3 separate regions of the Sus scrofa genome follow, and regions 1 and 3 are each linked to region 2. Evidence: chromatin contacts called from public promoter capture Hi-C data. All regions are on one chromosome and are shown on one strand. The core of a region is the stretch at or near the end of the contact, and the rest is flanking DNA. Distances in the headings are between cores, read along the strand shown.

Evidence for each region. Promoter capture Hi-C pulls out the DNA fragments that hold promoters and counts their contacts.
Region 1: a contact with region 2 is called in a promoter capture Hi-C map of liver, with 18 times the contacts expected there. The contact joins the enhancer-like site here to the promoter of PLPP3 in region 2. A contact is called at or near these places in 2 of 5 promoter capture datasets (fetal skeletal muscle and liver), 7 of 47 Hi-C or Micro-C datasets (embryonic fibroblasts, epiblast stem cells, mesenteric adipose tissue and 3 more) and 1 of 2 datasets of contacts at active chromatin or transcription factors (skeletal muscle).
Region 3: a promoter capture Hi-C map of fetal skeletal muscle shows a contact between it and region 2, with 13 times the contacts expected there. The contact joins the enhancer-like site here to the promoter of PLPP3 in region 2. A contact is called at or near these places in 3 of 5 promoter capture datasets (fetal liver, fetal skeletal muscle and liver), 12 of 47 Hi-C or Micro-C datasets (embryonic fibroblasts, epiblast stem cells, fetal skeletal muscle and 6 more) and 1 of 2 datasets of contacts at active chromatin or transcription factors (skeletal muscle).

What each region holds. Positions count from the first base shown.
Region 1 is chr6:156,752,652-156,755,351 of Sscrofa11.1, forward strand. The region is part of intron 3 of LOC102158888 (a long non-coding RNA gene); the gene reads right to left. The region is part of intron 2 of LOC102159014 (a long non-coding RNA gene); the gene reads left to right. Among named protein-coding and RNA genes, the nearest start is that of USP24, 470 kb to the right of the region's middle. Within about 2 kb of position 1,325, at least 10 of the 83 cell types and tissues checked have an H3K27ac peak or open chromatin away from gene starts, as enhancers often do. A contact at or near this core is called in embryonic fibroblasts, liver and retroperitoneal adipose tissue, where this site is marked.
Region 2 is chr6:155,799,421-155,802,120 of Sscrofa11.1, forward strand. It overlaps PLPP3 (phospholipid phosphatase 3), which reads left to right and starts at 1,420. Exons shown (of 6, transcript XM_003127971.6): 1 at 1,420-2,187. The coding sequence starts at 2,049.
Region 3 is chr6:156,470,227-156,472,926 of Sscrofa11.1, forward strand. No RefSeq gene overlaps it. Among named protein-coding and RNA genes, the nearest start is that of PLPP3, 670 kb to the left of the region's middle. Within about 2 kb of position 1,260, at least 7 of the 83 cell types and tissues checked have an H3K27ac peak or open chromatin away from gene starts, as enhancers often do. A contact at or near this core is called in fetal skeletal muscle, where this site is marked.

The DNA of each region.
Region 1 (2,700 bases), core at 75-2,574, 950 kb after region 2:
TGAGACCAGTAAACAGTGTCTGAGCAGAAGGGTGACACAAACTGGAGCCTTATCAGAGATCTAGACCCAGTTCTACCAAGAGTATTTCCCCATGTTTTCCCGCCTGTACCAATAACACTCTTTCCTGACCACCTTACCACTAAACTGAGTCCTGGTCATTGGACCGCTAACAGCACAAGCTGTAGATTGGTCTCCCTTGTGCTATGAATATCTCAAAAGCAAGGATAGGCTCCGAATAACCTCCACATCCTGGCCCCCAGCAAAGAGTCAGGCCCATGGGAATGTTTGCTGAATGAATGCAGGTTGGCATACCTGAATAAATCAATGAATGAATGGAATAAGATGCAGCTGTATGCCCTGACCAACTAGCTCCCTTCCCTACCCCCTCATATTTCTGCCTAGGTCCTCACTCTGGCTAGGTAAATTGGGCAAAATTGATTCTTCATTCATTTGTTGGCAATATTATATTAATTACCTTTAAGTGACACTTGGTTACTACCCAAACAAGGAATGTGGGGGCAAATGTAATCATTTCACTGAGTGACTGGTGGGCTGTTCTGACCAAGACATCACGAGTGCAACCCACACTATTTCTCAGGTCTCCCTTGATTCAGCCCACACAGACACACACCCTGCGGAACCAAGACAGACTCATGAAATTGAAGGGGGCTGATTAAAGAATGGACACAGCTGGGTCCTAAAGCCCTTCCTGTATTTGGCTCAAAACCCCGATAAGTGTGCCAAATGCTCATCACTGCCCTTTCCCATCTATTATCTCTCACTGCTGGATAGCACAACAACCCTGCAAATACTGTCCCCATTTGACAGATGAGGAACTCAAAGCCTAAAATGGTTAAGTCAGTGGTTCTCAATCCTGGCTGCAGTAGAGAATCAACGGAGTAGCTGTTAAATGATTCCCTGATCAGGTACCAACCCAGACTGCTCCAATGAGAGCTTCTGGGGTGAGACTAAGACATCAAGGTTTGAGGTGACATGGCTGGTGAGTAGAAAACTAGGACTGCAACCAAGCCTCAATACCCTTTCCAAAGCTCCATTGGCAATAAAAAAAAATTCTACTCTAGAATTATCCCTAGGAGCTCTAAGTCTGGTGAGGAGCTGGGTGGGATGAAGGGAAGGCAACAGATGGAAAAAAAAAAAAGACATCTCATCAATTCTTCAGTTTCCTAAGCTGTTTGCTCTTGATCTCAAACCACAGGATTTATTTGTGGCTTCTATGACGCATTAACTGTTTAGGTTCCTCTGGCTCATCCTGCACAGAACACAGCACAGCCTCTTTCCTGCCAAGCGGGAACTTCTGGGCTCACAGACCTTGCCTCTGCCTCCTCTTTGATTGGAGCAAAGCAAAGGACTGCTTTGGCAGCTTTATAGCCTGCCTCTCAGGATGCTGACACAGCCGCCTGACTGATGGCCTGCCACACTGCACTGCTGGGGCCAAGGCCCCAGCTTTGCCAAAGAAGCTCACTCAGGCATGTACTTGGGTTCCTTTATATGAGAAGATTTATGTTCACCCATGAATCAGAGTAGCCACGAGAGAAAGAGCCTTAAAGATCATTCAGGCCCCTACCTCTACTAGCACCACTTCCTGGATCCTTTTCTCTTGTGAAAATAGAGGCTTATTTGATAATGAAATATCGATAATTATAAAATTCAACACAGTACAATATTTTAATACCAATAAATTACTATAAGATGGATGTTTATTTTGGATCAACTATGTGCCAGAGACTCCAAGGCATTATCTTAAATAATTCTAAGGGCCACTGCACTGCACAGATCCAGGGGCCAACTATAGTTTCATAGAGTACACAGAATAAATGCCAGGATGTTCATGGCTGTCCTACAATACTGCTATTCATATCTTGTATGGCCATACGTAGTGGCCTCTTAAGACTAATGTCAACCTTAGAAGGGAGCTGTCATTCTGTAGTGGTTCTTCTTCCTACTACAGCACAAAGATTATCTACCAAATGGGAAACAATCATCACTTTTTAAAATCTGTATCATCACCATGTGTATCTGATAGGTTTTGCTATTCAACAAATCACCCCAAAGTTTAGGGGCTTAAAACAATAACCATTTGTTACTGCTCACAAATCTATAGGTCAGCTGGACAGTCCTGCTGGGCTGGGCTCAGCTGATCTTGGTTGCACTCACTGATGTATATGCATCAATTTATGGGACAACCAGAGGATGGCTAGTCTCTGATGGCCTTGGCTAGACTGGCTCAGATGACTGGAACCTCTCTCCATTGGTCTCCCTTCATTCAGAAGGTCAGTCTGGCTGTGCATGGAGGTCACAGGGGTTCGAAAGAGCATCTCTTAAGGCCCAGGCTCATGTCTCCTACAATTACATCTGTTACTTTCCTTTGACCAAAGCAAGTCAAAAGGCCAATCCAGATTATAAGGGTAGAGAAACTGACTCACATCTCAAGGGAGAAGGTACAAAAATTTGTGCCCATTTTGGTTCTCTACCACACCCCATAGCTCAAAATTACAGTCCTGGGTTAATGGTTAGAGAGCATGGCTTAGGTTTCCACCTGAAAGTGATATGACCTACATTCTCCCTGCAATATGCACACTTAGAGAGGTAGAAGCTGGAACACACAACAGAAAACAGGGATTGTTGTCCAAAGCAGTGGTCCCACCCAGTAGCAAAGGATTAGAGTTTGCCCTCCATTGG
Region 2 (2,700 bases), core at 170-2,669:
TGTCTAGGAAATCTGTTCTCTTAGTTTCCCTGGCTTTGACTTGCTGCTATTTGAAAGGAGAATGCTGTGTCTGATGGGCAGCTAGGTACCCTAGCTTCATCCAGAGCTGTCTTAGAGATTCAGTTACTCTTGCTTCCAGAAGACAGCAATTTTGCCTTCCTTTACCAGCCCACTTGTTCTACGCAGTCTGACTTGAGCTTCATTCAGCAGGCACCAAACTCTGTGTGCGGTACTGGGGAGAGGGTTTGGAGCTGATAATCTATAGAGCGGACTCATCTTTACTAACTATAACACCAAATCAGACTGTAATAGGTACTACAAGAGTGCTGCAAACCAAGTGCTGAAGGTGAAGTTAATTCTGTCCGGGGATCAAGAAAGGGCCCAGAGAGAAGGTGCTATTTCAGAGGATTCTAAAGCAAGAAAAGCATTTTGGTAGTTAGAGAAGGGATGGATGTGCAGAGACAGAGGGAGGCAGAGGCCAGGGTGTGGAGTGGGAAAGGACTATTGGAGAAAGGCCAAGTGGCTGGATCTAGGGATACTGAACCCTATAACAAGTCAGTAAAAAAAATCATGATCTAGAACATGATGGAAGATAGAAGGAAAGGTCCTTGCCTTGGAAATGTTTATGCTCTGTCTGGGGGAGAATTAATTCACATAGAAGACTGTGAAAGCACATGACAGCCTCTACTGCAAAGCGTTAGATTGCCCCCCAAGCTAGAGATATGCTAGCTCTGGGAGAGCTCTCCTGCTTCCCTGGACAGCTGCCCCCAACACTCAATACTGATACAAGCAGGCTGGGGGCCAGCCGAACTGGCAGGGATTTGGAGGGCTGGGAACTACAAGGAATAAAGTAAAGGTTAACACCTACACAGCATTTCCTATGTACCTAGCACGGTTCCAGGCGCGTCTATGGATTAGCTAATGACATCTTCATAATTACTCTATTTAGGAGAAAGTTATTATCTCCAGCTTACAGATGGGGAAACAGAGGCACCGAGCCACAGCCAGGATTCCAAGCCACAGGATCTAGTCCCAGAGCCAGTGCAGTCCTTTTCCTGTTCGGAGCCTCAGAATCTAGCCCAGTATCCAGTGCTGAGTGTTCAGATCTCAAAAAATAAACAAACAAACAAACAAAACAAACCCCCCCCAACAATTTATTTGAGTATTTTCAGGAGGAAACGATTCAAATCAAAACAAAGACTTGAAAGCCCCAAATATGTAAAGGAGGATAAAAGAGGAGAAACGCTTTTTTAGCTGTACAGCCTCAACGTTTGCCTGATCCAAGGCTGTTTCTTTTTATTTACATTTTTTTTTTCTCGTTTTGTGACAATTTAGTGTTTTTGAACGCTAGGGGCTCCCGGATTCTCTGGTTTGAAAGTAACTTTTCCTTTTAGGATTTTTTTTTTTTTTTTTTTTTGGAAGGGGGTGGGGGAAAATGTGGCCTTAATTATCCTACGTCTTAGGCTGCTTAAGGAAGGGGCTGTGCTTTCGGAATCCCTTCTGAGCCAAGTAAGGAGGTCCCTCTCTTTGCCTCTCTCTCTTTTTTAAAGGACCTCATGAAATAAAAGTGCCGAAAACAAACCCAGGCGATCACAGCGGCGGCGGCGGCGGCAGCAGCAGCAGCAGCAGCAGCAGCAGCAGCAGCAGGAGGAGGAGGAAAGTAGGAGTTGGGGCAGCGCTCCGAGGTGGCTGGGCTCCGCGCAGCTCCCATTCATTAAGCAACCAGCTGCGGAGGAAGGTGGCCGAGCGCCCGCGCTGCCCCCTCGCTGCTTTGCGCACGGACACGCCAGCTCCGCGCGTCCGGAGCAACGCAGCGCTGCAGAAGTTTCTGCTCGGGAGTTGACTCTCTTCCCCTTGGACTTTCGAACGATTCGGGGTTGAGACAGGAAAAGCGGAGGAGCACCAGGGAGCAGAAAGCACCACCGCCTGCCCTTGGAAGCGGGGCAGCGGGGCCGCACTCTCCCGCCGCGCCCGGAGAAGCCTCGGTCGGGAGGCGACCCCGGCGTCTGGGTGTGTGGCTGCAGTCGTGGGGCGTCTTGGCCAGCGCCATGCAAAACTACAAGTACGACAAGGCTATCGTCGCGGAGAGCAAGAACGGCGGCAGCCCGGCGCTCAATAACAACCCGAGGAAGGGCGGCAGCAAGCGGGTGCTGCTCATCTGCCTGGACCTCTTCTGCCTCTTCATGGGTGAGCCCAGCCCCTCTGTCCCCCCGGCCCTCAGCGCCCGTCCCAGCCCGGCCCGGGGCTGCGCGCGAAGCTCGGCGCTCGCTCCTGCGCGGGGCCCCGTCTCCCGGCCGCGCCGTGCTGCCCGTCCCGGGGGCCCCGCAGGCTTTTCCCCGCTCCCGGGTTCCCGCCCTCCCCGATCCTGCCGCCTCCCCGGCCTGTAAAGGAGTGTCGAGCGTGCTCTAGGCTTTCGCGGGCCACTTGGACACTCAATCTAAAAAGCTGCCTGCAGTTGGAAACGCAGGCAGAACCCCACGAAAGGTGAGGGCTTGTCCTCTTAGGAGAGGGAGGGGAAGTCGGTGGAACCAGGAGCCAGAGCCGGCGTAAAGCTGGTTGCCTTCCATCGAGTAAAACGGATCTCCTGGAGCGCCGGGCTCTTGCCTGGAGAGCGCTGCCTTCCCAGGGCCGAACGTAAACATCCAGCCTTTCCGCCGGGCTGCCTCGGCCCAGGACTTGCAAGCCGGCCTCTTCACTTGT
Region 3 (2,700 bases), core at 10-2,509, 670 kb after region 2:
GATGGATTGTTTACAGATTTGGCATGACAATAGTTTTTTCTTACCAAAGATTCCGTTTAAAGGGAAATACCAAATTTTAATGATCCATCCATTCTAAACAAACAGATGATGGCTTAAACTTTTATTGCTATTGATTTAACATACAAAATGCCCTTTCAGACAATTGTCAATTTTGCCTCTTTGAAAGATGTGCTATTTACTGAGACCCAGCTTCCCAACAGAACTAGATATTTATAAGAAGTTCTCAAAAAGAGAACTTGGACACAGTTATTTTCTCAAAATCACTTTAGTTCTTTTCTCTTTGATCTCTTTTCAAATCCTCTCTTATAAGCTTTGTTACAAGGTAATGTAATTATTTTTCTCTCTTTGTAGCCTCATAGACTGTAAGCTAATTGATGGTAAGTCTCTTTTACTTATTTAAATGAATGGTGTCTAGCAGAGTATTTAGTATAACAAGTGCAAATATCAACAAATGGGTGAATGAATGAATGTGAAGTATAGCAATAGAGTAAAAATGGATTGAGAACCAGGCAATCTAGTTGCTAGTTTTGAATCTCCTCTGGAAGGAAGACTACTAGAAATGTGCTTGGTTATTTCATAGTTCAGTTTTCTTATTTTCTTTGCTTAACTTAATCTATCTGATACATCATATGTGATACACTTAGTGAAGGAATATGGTCCTCCTGACTTTATAAGGGAGAGGTGCCAAACATTTATTGAATACCTAATAAGTGCTACCATGTTCATCTCAGAAGATAAACACAATTTTGGTGTTAATCCTCATAACCATGCCATGAGGTAAATATTTATTGTTGTCACTTTTACAAATGAAGGAAATAAGATTCAAATATATTAGCTGATGTTTTAGATTCACACACATTAAGTAACTGGGATACAATGACCTGTCACAGACACAAACTTTTCAACCTTACCATGTTGCTGCTTGTTTGAGAAAGTTTAAAACTGAATACATACAGAGGGCATCACTATTGTTTCAGATATTAGCCCAAAGGCACATATCTAAGTGTTTGTGTTTGTATAAAATAGCCAAACCGGTTTTCATACCAACCCACACAGGATATGAGGCAACATATTGACTCAAATATTTATTAACTGGTGGCTAAAACGTCCAGATTTTGCAGAAGACTACTTTGTTTTGCTTTTTCCTTGTGACCAGGCAACTAATAGCAAGTGAAGAAAGTGAAATGTTGGCAGACAACTTGGCTAAAGTACCAGACTTCTCTGTCATCCAGTCAGACACTGGAGATGGAAAAAATCTGCCTGTTATCTTTGTCTGCTCTCTCCTGGCTGAAAAGTAGGATACTCTTTAAAGGTACAAGGGATAGTCTGTTCTTTATAGTTGAAACGGACACCACACGCAAAAGTTATGCAATGTTTGCAAGAGGTGGGAAGGGGAAGAGAGAGGGATAAAGAATAAATAATAGATTCATAAAAAATTATTTAGGTTAAGAATGTGTCTCATACATAATAGTCCATTTTCCAACCACACAGTGTCTGAGAATGCATGCATGTGGTGGTGAATTCAATATAGGTGTATGTACTTATTTTTCAGCATAAATTCATGCTCTTCCTTCCTCAGACAAATTTTAGCTTTTGCCATTTTACAACGAAAATTTTCCTCTTCTTTTTTCTTTTTCCTTTTGACTGTCGGAAATCTCAGAACCCATGTCCATGCCTGATTATAAGTTTCCCTTGGCCCAGGATGTCTATTCTAAGGGATTTCTTTTAGACAGGCATTTTAATGCCAGACCTCCTTCTATGCTTTTTGTTGTGAGCTACAGCAAATCCTTGTTAGAGGTATACAGAAGGTTCTGTTAATAGCCTTATTTCTTCAACCAGCCCAGCATGTACACCCTTGCCATTGCTTCACCATGTATGGAATGTACCTCCTCGACCCTTGACCTGAGATTTGGCCATGTAACTTGTTTAGGACAATGACAGAAGGTAGAAATAGTGCTGAGTTTATGTTATAAGAAGTACTGGTGTTTCCATTTGCCCTCTTACATGTCAGCCATCCTCATGAGGACATGCTCAGGTAGCCTACTGGTGACAGGAGGAGGCCCAGAAACACATAGAGCAGAGGTGTCCTACCTGAGGTCAGTTTTTAGCAGACCTCCACTGGACTTGCAGTCATGTGAGAATGATAAATCACTGTTGTTTGAAGCCATTGAGTTCTGAGGTGATGTTTTATGCAGCAAGTAAATCATTCCAAATGTATGGGAAATACTTGTATTTTAAGTATATATATGTGTATACTTTTCAGTAATAAAGTTTTAGTGAATATGTGAACAGTCTTTTAATTTTGACAAACAGTATATTATTTCATAATTCAGTATTTTTGACCATGCTGTATTTTTTGACTCAATCTGCTTAATGAACTTAAATTCATCCTCTTGAAACACTATTATCATCTGAGAATTCTCTATGAAGCCTTGCCTAATATCCCTTGAAAAATAACTCACTTCCTTCTCTGTGAGTACACCTTGAACATATTTCTATTTTTTTTTTCTCTCTCTCTAGATTTCTGTAACACCCAAGGTCAGAGACTAGTTTTGATGTATTTATAAACCTATTCATAGACATATCACACATTAAAAGTATATATACTTGGATATACTCTATGATCAATTTCCAATCAATTCACTTATTGAGAACATACTGTCCAAGAAGATGGTCTTC